Regions from separate parts of the Sus scrofa genome. Here region 2 is linked to region 1. A link is a contact called in public Hi-C data. All regions are on one chromosome and are shown on one strand. Each heading gives the region's core, a stretch centred on a gene start, on an enhancer-like site or on the middle of the called end of the contact. The rest is flanking DNA. Distances are from core to core; before and after follow the strand shown.

What was found. A called contact is a pair of places that touch in the nucleus more often than the background predicts.
Region 2: a contact with region 1 is called in a Hi-C map of retroperitoneal adipose tissue, with 1.8 times the contacts expected there. The contact joins two enhancer-like sites. A contact is called at or near these places in 4 of 47 Hi-C or Micro-C datasets (embryonic fibroblasts, mesenteric adipose tissue, retroperitoneal adipose tissue and 1 more).

Annotation. Positions count from the first base shown.
Region 1 is chr6:25,710,040-25,714,356 of Sscrofa11.1, reverse strand. No RefSeq gene overlaps it. Among named protein-coding and RNA genes, the nearest start is that of CDH11, 160 kb to the left of the region's middle. Within about 2 kb of position 2,121, at least 12 of the 83 cell types and tissues checked have an H3K27ac peak or open chromatin away from gene starts, as enhancers often do. A contact at or near this core is called in retroperitoneal adipose tissue, where this site is marked.
Region 2 is chr6:27,035,366-27,039,682 of Sscrofa11.1, reverse strand. No RefSeq gene overlaps it. Among named protein-coding and RNA genes, the nearest start is that of CDH5, 71 kb to the left of the region's middle. Within about 2 kb of position 1,827, at least 27 of the 83 cell types and tissues checked have an H3K27ac peak or open chromatin away from gene starts, as enhancers often do. A contact at or near this core is called in retroperitoneal adipose tissue, where this site is marked.

The sequences.
Region 1 (4,317 bases), core at 872-3,371:
TGCTAGAATTTTTCTCAAATAGAACTCATGTTTGGGAAGGGACAGCAGTGCAATTTTACAGAAGTAAATTTGATGATTTCATGGACCAAATGGTCTATAAAACAAAGTTTTGATAGCTGCCCAATATTCTAGTGGAAGGTTAAGGCAAGCCAGGTAGAGAGGAATGGCTGGACAAAATAAGGGGATCTTGAAAGTTCAGTCTTAATTGAGCTGGTTTTCTGGGTTGACCAGAACCAGAGAACACCCAAAATACTACTGACTTCATTCAAGCATTTTTGTATATGCCTACTCTGTGCTGGACACTACTTGAACTAACAGATCAGTGTAAAACAACCAAAATATATGTCTCTGTCCTTTTGGAAATCATACATACACAGAGACATACACACACACTCTTATCCTGAAGGATTGTTATTTTCTACAAAATGGTCAATAAAGAATCTCTAATAAGGTAACTTCTGAGCAGAGATCTGAAGAAAGTGAGGAAGTTAGTTGTGCTTACCCACAAGGGAGGAATTTTCTAGGCAGAGGGAACAGACGTGAGTCTGAGGGAAACTTCAGACAGACTGAGAGACAAGTATATTCAGGGAAAGGGATCATTCTGAGCTTTGTGCAGCCAGTTTCTGAGTTTTTCCTCTCCTCATCAATGCTGCAGAAAAAAAAATGTGCATATAGTGAATATTGTTCAGAATTAGATGTGTTTAATTATGAATATGACTATACTACTTGCCAGCTATACTTCTGTTTTGCTTCTTCAGCAAAAACTTCTGTTTTCTTTATGGAGCCTTACATTTTTTAAATTGTTGATATAGGAAAATGTAGGTTGGATAAATGTGTGGCCGACTTGGTGGCTGATGGCTGGGCAGGTGGAAGGAGAGAACGACTGGTTGCTAACAGGTCCTTCTATCCAGATTATTGTTGGAGTACGCAAAACCAAATAACCTCTTCCAAAATGTTGCTTTAATATCTATTTCTGCCTGATAGTTCTAAGATGTATACTTTCATATCTGTTTTTCTCACTGAAACTTATGAGATGCCCTTGCCTGCATTCTTCTCATTTTATAGCCAAGTAACCAAGGATCAGGGAGACCCGGAGTCTAATGAAAGTTGTCACAATCACTGACAGATCATTCACAGTGTGAGCTCTGGTTTTTACTAAGAAGGCTGCTCTAATCTTGTGCTATGAAATGCAACATCTCCTTCACACATTCTGGGACAGAAGTGTTGTATATGATATTTTATTCTCTTTCTTTTTCTCTTTTCATTCCTTATTACCTTTTCCTTTTCTTTTTTTTGCTCTAATTTTATCCATAAAACCTCTCATCTTCTATTCTTTCCATGTCTATTGAATTTCAGATGAGTCCCTTTTTTCTACGCTACTTCATCATAACTGTTCAAGGGCTACAGGTAAGGCAGAGGGGAGAATTTTGACAGTTTTTGGTTGTTGTTGTTTTCCTATGAGATATGTATAATCTTTCACCAACATGAGGTCGGGTCTGTTAACACGACTTGCTTTGGCTAATGAAATATGAGCAGATTTGACACATGCTACATTGGAGCAGAAGGTTTAAGAACCACCATGGGGTTGTACTCTTGCTTTCCTCCTCCACTACTAGAAAACAATTCCTAGGTAGGGGGTTACCCTGCATCCTGGAGTGAAGCAGACCCTTGGAGCAGAGTGGCAAGAAACCCACAGACAACATGTATCATGTGTGAAAAATCAAATTCTGTTTGTAATTCATTCCGAGTTGAAGGTTCTTTGTTACAGCAGCAAACCCTGGCTCATTTATACACATAGCAAGAGCACTTTTCAGGCTCTTCTGAGCTGTCTCATGCCTCATGTCATATGAGTCTTATTTCCATATTCGTAAGCAAGCCAGGTTTGTTATTATTCCCATTTTAGAGATGCAGTTTAGGCTTAGACAGTATGTGCCAAAGAACAAAAAATCTCCTCCAGGAAGCAGAGAAAAAGAACCTTAGTGAAGTTCCCTTGATACCTTTTGCAGCTTTCTGCCCTTAATCACATCCTGACACATAAATGAGTTCAGTTCAGGCTGTTCCAGGGCTCATTGGAAGCTACATTAAGCCATTCAGGGTACTAAGTGCACTTACTGTGAGGAGGACATGAATCATTAAACATTATCCCAGTGACCTGAAAAGTTCATGCAAAGAGCCTTCCTTATCCCATGCTGAGGTTTATTCACCCAAGAGGCCTCGTCTCAAATACATGTTAGGCCCAGCCTTGACACAGTGCATCCTATGTCGTGGAATGGGTAAGGGCCCTTTTGACTGTCAGCCCAGCCACAAAGGGGACCAACTGTGTCTGGTCTCGGGAGAGCAAGGGCAGGTCAGCAAAGTCCTGTTTCTAGGGAAAATCAGCAGAATCAGAGAAATGACCATAGTGGGTCCTGAGCTGAGTCAGGCGGGAACCAGCCCAAGTCTGGGCAGAGGGACACTTGAGAACAGGGCCCTGGGGATTAGTGAAGAGCTGAGCTTGCGGTGGGATGGGGAGATCGATTACAAATTACACTGAGTGGTATCCAAACCGAGGGGAACAGGGCAAAGAGTATCATTTCCAATCCCATGGGCTTTATGATGACTCCTTACGCTTCAATTTTTTGGTGAGAAAATTGGACTGTGTATTCACATTTTAGATGTTTTATTTAAGCTGTTATTCCGCGTTCTACTTTTTTATAATTTTTTTTTTTTGCATTCTGTTAATGTTACCTCAGAACAACCACTTTTCTTTTTCTCTCTCAAATGAGAAACTATGAATACTTGCCAGAAATATCAAGTTAATGCCCAAGCCAGCTCTATGTTCTGATTTATCTTCCACGTTGACTCCGAGTAACAGAGCCATACATTAAGGAACAAAGCTCGCTGCCGGGGTATTTATAACCTTGTCTTTTAAAACATTTGGCAGACGTTCAGGCCCTCCATATGTTCGCAGTATTAAACTTTACCATAAAAGGAACTTAAGAGTTACATTTGAAGAAAGCTGGTATTGTATGGTCTAAAAGTCTGGCAGTTAAAAAAGAAATAATCGAGTCCAACTTGAAATAACAGACGTTCTGTGATCCTGCTGAAAGTTTAAATGCCACACAACAAAGTTCTGCTCTCCCTAACGCTGCAGATGTCATATTTCAGGAACACTTTCAGTGACTCAGAGCAGACACATTGAGTTTCTGAGTCTGGTTTAATAAGGAGCATTCCTGAGTGGTGAGGACTAGAAAGGAAGGCTATGGGTGGTACTTTACTTCCTCCCAGGAAATAAAGCCTACAGAAGTTGGGAAGCCTCCTATGGGGGCAGAATCTCTCCATTGGGTCAAGCAAATTTGTGAAGATATAGGAAGAAAATACTGGAATCTGTTTTTATATCCATATACAGACAGACCTCATTTATTGCGCTTTGCAGATGCTGTGTCTTTTACAAAGTGGCAAGCTTGCACTGAGCAAGTCTATCAGCATCATTTTTCCAACAATATTTGCTCACTTCATGTCTGTGTCATATTCTGGTGGTTCTCCAAATATTTCAAACTTTTTCATTATTATTGTATTTGTCACAGTGATCTGAGATGTTTGATGTTCCTAATACAAATTGCTGAAGGCTTAGATGATGGTTAGCATATTTTAGACATAATGCTGTTCCACAGTTACGCTACAGTATAGTGTAAATATAAGTTTGGCGTAACCATAATTTTTATATGGACCGGGAAACAAAAAAAATTCGTGAGTGACTTGTTTTATCATAATATTTGCTTTGTTGTGGCAGTCTGGAACTGAACCTGCAGTATCTCTGAGGTACATCTGTATCTAGAAAGAATTTATATCCACTTATCTAAACGTCAGAAAAACATCTTTTTCTGATACTTACACATTGATTGAAGGTGCTGCCATCACTCTCCATCTTTCAGAGGGTTCCTAATCCTGAACAATATTTGATGAATCCTGTAAAAGGGTGAGAATTCCATAATTTACAAGATTGGCAATTATTCTAATGCCATTGTTTTGTGAAATCCTACAGTTTGGGGTGGCTCAGCTAAGGAAATCTATAGATTAGTTATATGGTTTGATTAAATTAACCCACTCAAAGAGAGGTGGATTTTTAAAATTCCTGAAAAGAGAATATTGACTGAAGATGATACTAATAAGGCGAGCAGTGGTAGATCACAGCAAGAGAAGTTTGAAACTGCTACTCTGAGGCCTTCATCAGCCACATTTCAAATTAACATAATAACAACCTAGTCAGATCAATGAAGAATCAGACAAACCAAAAGACAGACTAAATGTAATGGAGTATTTGGATTCTGCGGTAAT
Region 2 (4,317 bases), core at 578-3,077, 1.3 Mb before region 1:
CCATGGATCCACAGATCCCACCCGCCAGCATCCTTGCACCAAGGTCCAGCCGTTTATAACCAAGGTGAGAGTCTGTCTGAGTGTGGACACACTCCTGCTTCATTTCTGGGATTTTCTGGGGGAATTGCTGGGCAAGCTCCCATAAGAGAGAAGGGCAGAGAAACTCAGCGAAGCAGTTCAGTTTGGCCTCTGCCTCTAGGGTAGTGGTAACAGCAGGGGACAATCAGACTGATGGGATATGTGTGAATGGTACACCCTCCCCTCTTGTTCTTCCTTTTCCAAGATCTCTCCAAGATTCACCCCTCTCTCGGTCCTGGGGCTGTGGGGCCCCGCTGGCACAGTGGAGGCCTTGCCTCGTTTCCAACAGCACTTACTCTTGAATGGGAAACTGGATTCTGTGCTCGTCTTTCCACCTCAAGGATGCTTCTGGTCAAGCCTGGAAGCCTAGGCTTGCAGTGGCCCCGCTTTCTTGCTCTAGTTTCCCTTCCCTCCCCTGCTAGCCCCTCCGATGCACCAGGCTCAGCTCTGCAGCCTGCAGACACCACGTGGGGGTGGGGGTGGGGTGGGGCGGGGAGGTGTGCAGGGACCTGGGTGGGTTTATAACAGATTGACCGGAAAGCTTGGAGGAAAAAGCTCGGAAAGGTACTCAGTTCTCCTGTGCTGGAGGCCAGACAAAGGAATCAGGCAGCCAGTGAGGATTCTGCTCTTGCATGTGTGGCACACGTTGGACACAGGTAAGGGAGGGCCACAGCTGAAAGTGAGGGCACAGCGAGTCCCTGTGCTGGAGGCATTGATGGAGCTTGGAGAAATCATTCTGACAGGCACATGCTCCATGCTTAGTTCTTCCCTGAAGCTGCTTTCCTTCTCCTGCCTTGTGGACCACCCATAGGCCAGCAGATGGACAGAGGCCTGGGTGGGTGGTGGGTGGGGAGAGAACTCCCACTCCCTCCCCATGGCTCCATCTAGCTGCTCTAAGCCTTGGCCTGGGCAGTTCACTCATGCTCATGGCCTGTCCCCCGATACCAGGGAACTTGAAATAAGATGCCCTGGACCCTCCACAAAATAGGGGCTCCAGCACTCCAGGACCGCCCTGTCTTAGACGAGAATTTTCTTTTTCCCACCACACCCCATTCCTTTTTTATGCCCTTTCCTCTTTCGGAATCAAGACTGCGTAGATTAACATCCTACCTTCCCCTCTAACTGTGTGACTTTGGGCAAGTTCCTAAGCCTCTCTGCGCCTCAGCGACCTCATTCATATGCAGATAACAGTAGGCCTATGTGGGAATCTTACCTGGAAATTGCTTAGAAGAGCCCCTGGCACTGAGGAAGGAAGTGCCCCTTAGCTATTATTAGGATGGCCAGGGTGGGAAGTGGGTTCTGCCTTTAGGACCTTAAACTCAGCACAGTAAAAGGGAGCTTTCAGACACCCTCCGCTGCCTGAGTTTAAAGTGAGGTCGGGTGAGGACGGGGGTCACACGAATGTGAGATTCTGCATTTAGGCATCACTGTTTGGGAGAAGAGCTAAGATCTCAAGGAGAGAATGCCCATTCTCTTTGGAGGGGGGGTGTATGTGACAGCAACGGGTCCATGCGGTCCGCTTTTAAATACGTAGACGGGGGGAATTTTGCCTGGGGCCTGAGGGCAGCCGTTTTGGTGCTGGCGGGGTCAGGTGGGGTACCGGGAAGCCCCGGCTGGCAACGGCGGCGACCTTCGCCCCTATGGCCGCCAGGTGGTGCTGTGGCCACGCGGCCGCCCGCCCGCCTCCCCGCCCGGCCCGGCCCCGCCCCGCTCAGCCCAGCGAGCCGCGCCTCCCGGCGGTGCTGCGGCCGCGCCCCCCGCGAGCAGCCCGCCAACGCTGCGCGGTCTCGGCTCCGCACCAGCCCCTTACTCCAGTCTCCGCTGCCCTCGCGGCGGTCACCGCGGGGAGCCGCCCGGCCCTGCGGAAGGTGGGACGCGCTGAGGCCTACCGCCCTTCCCGCCTCAGTTTGCTCGCCCGCGAAGCGGCGCTGCGCGCTCCCCTGGCGGCCACGCCTCCGGCCCACGCCTTCTGGTTTCGGGTTCTTATGGGTCACCGGCCCTGGAACGAGGTACCCAACAGATCCGGGTCCCTTCGTTTGTCCGGTCCGAGCTAGCGACTCCTCCTTCCTCCCTGCAGTCTCCCTCCTTCCCTTCTCCTTTCTCTCTTGCTATGGGTTCAGCAGAAGACTCTGCATTTGATTCTGGGTCTTTTCTCTCCGGAGGAGATGCCCACCCTGTGGCACTGGAGCGTCCATCCTGCCGCCCCCTGACCCTCCCCCTGGACACCCTCACAGGCACCTTTGATCTGATGCGTCCGGAAGTGAATTCATCACCCCCTCGCCCCAACCCCAGCCTGCTTTTTCTCCAGTGGCCCTTTCAGCCCCACCACCCCAAGAGGGGACAAAACCGTAGGGCCGAATGGCAGCCAGCAGCCAGATGAAGCCCACCTACCGGCTGCATCGGGGTGTGTGTGTGTGTGTTGCGGGGGAGTTAAATGGGAGTGTTCAGAGACCCAGGCCACACACTGACTGAAGCTGGCCCTCCCTGGGGCCCCCTGACTGTGCCTTTGGATGAAGTGCCCCCAGGATGCTGAACTTGGAGAGAACTGCCACTGGAAGGTCTCCGAGGCCACAGAGTATGGACCTCTGAAATCTGAGACGGGTGTGTAAATGTGCTATTGAGGTGTTCGGCTAAAGTACATACTGGCCCATTATAGTGTAAGAAGATCTAAATGTGAGCCTGTTAGGTGTGAGTCTCTGTGGACCCTGGGTAGGTGGTGTAGGGGTTCAGGGCCACGTGGGATGCTCCGAGGAGCAGGAAAAGGGGGGGCTTTGAGGAGGAAGGCAGGGGGGTCTGGAGCAAGGGGGGCTTCACGTTTTTAGAGCTAGGAGGAGCCTTTTATCCCCAGCTCCCCTTACTCTATTATTGGTCCAGACGCTGGCCCAGAGGGAGACAGTGAGTGAGGGCAGGCAGCCTTCCTAGAGGCAGTAGGGAGCTATAGAAAGTTCTAGAGCACTCTCCAGGATGAGAAGGTCATTTCTCCAACTAGAGGGGAGGGTCTGCAGGCCTCTCTCTGTCATCCAAGTCCTGGGCCTGGAGCCGATTCCTCTCCAGGGAATAGGGAAAGACCCTGGAGCCATGGCTAGTCTCTTTCAGGGACTGTGGACACAGATTCAAATGTGATGTCCCTTTATTGCTCCTCTGCGGAGAGGAGGTAGAGGGACCTCCGTCAGGGGCACCACCTCTGTCCCTGCTGGGCTTCTCCTTGAGTGAGTGCTGTATTTCCATTAAGCTGGCAAAGCAGTAAAAATCATTTCTTTCTGAACAGGGGGCTTACACATTCATACTTTTGAAGGCATCTATAAAAAAATGGAAAGGGTGCAAAAGCATGAATCTCCCTCCATTCCAGACCCCAGCTTCCCACTTCCTCTTCCTGGAGGCAGTGATCCTGACCAGCTTCCCCACAGCATCTTGGATGCTCTGTGCACGTTAAAGCCTATGTGGCCATACATCTCCTCTTAAATGCAGAGCGCATTAGACAGCCAGCTCCAGCCCTTTCCTTTGACTCAAAAATATATATATAAAAAAAAGTCTTCGAGACTGTTTCGTATCTGTATGAGGTTGATCTGTCTCCAGCTGAGTAGTTAAAAGCCTGGCTCTGGGGACACTGCTCATGCTTGAATCAGGGTCCATCATTTACTAGCTGGCGACTGTGGGCAAATTGCTTAACCATTTTTTTTGCTCCACTCTCCTCATTTAAAAAACAAAGGTAATAATACTTATTTCATGAAGTCATCATGAGGATTCAAAAACAAAAACGCTCCACACAGGCCCTGGTATGCAGTAAATGCTCAATAAATGATAATTATCAAATCATCCCCTCATTGACTTTAATTCTGAAAAATCACAATGTAAACTTGACAACCCCCCTTACCACCCCCCCCGCGCCTTGTAGAGATGCCATGGCAAAGACACAGGTGCCAAGACCCCTCTTACTTACATCTTGGCTTTGCCACTTGCCAGCTTTGTGCTCGTGAAGAAGTGACTTTTCAACCTCTCTGAGCCTCTGTCTAACCCGTCTGCAGGATGTGAGTAACCATATAACCCCTGCAGGGGTGTTGGAGGGTCAGAGGAGATCCTGGCCACAAAGGCACTGGGAGCAGTGCCTGCCTGTGATACGGGTGACAGTACTACTGGTGACAAGGGCAGTCAGTAGCCTCTGAGCATCTACCATGTGCCTGCCATGAGACGTGTGTGGTCTCACCTGGGTCCCCAGGAACACCATTCTGTCCTTCTTTG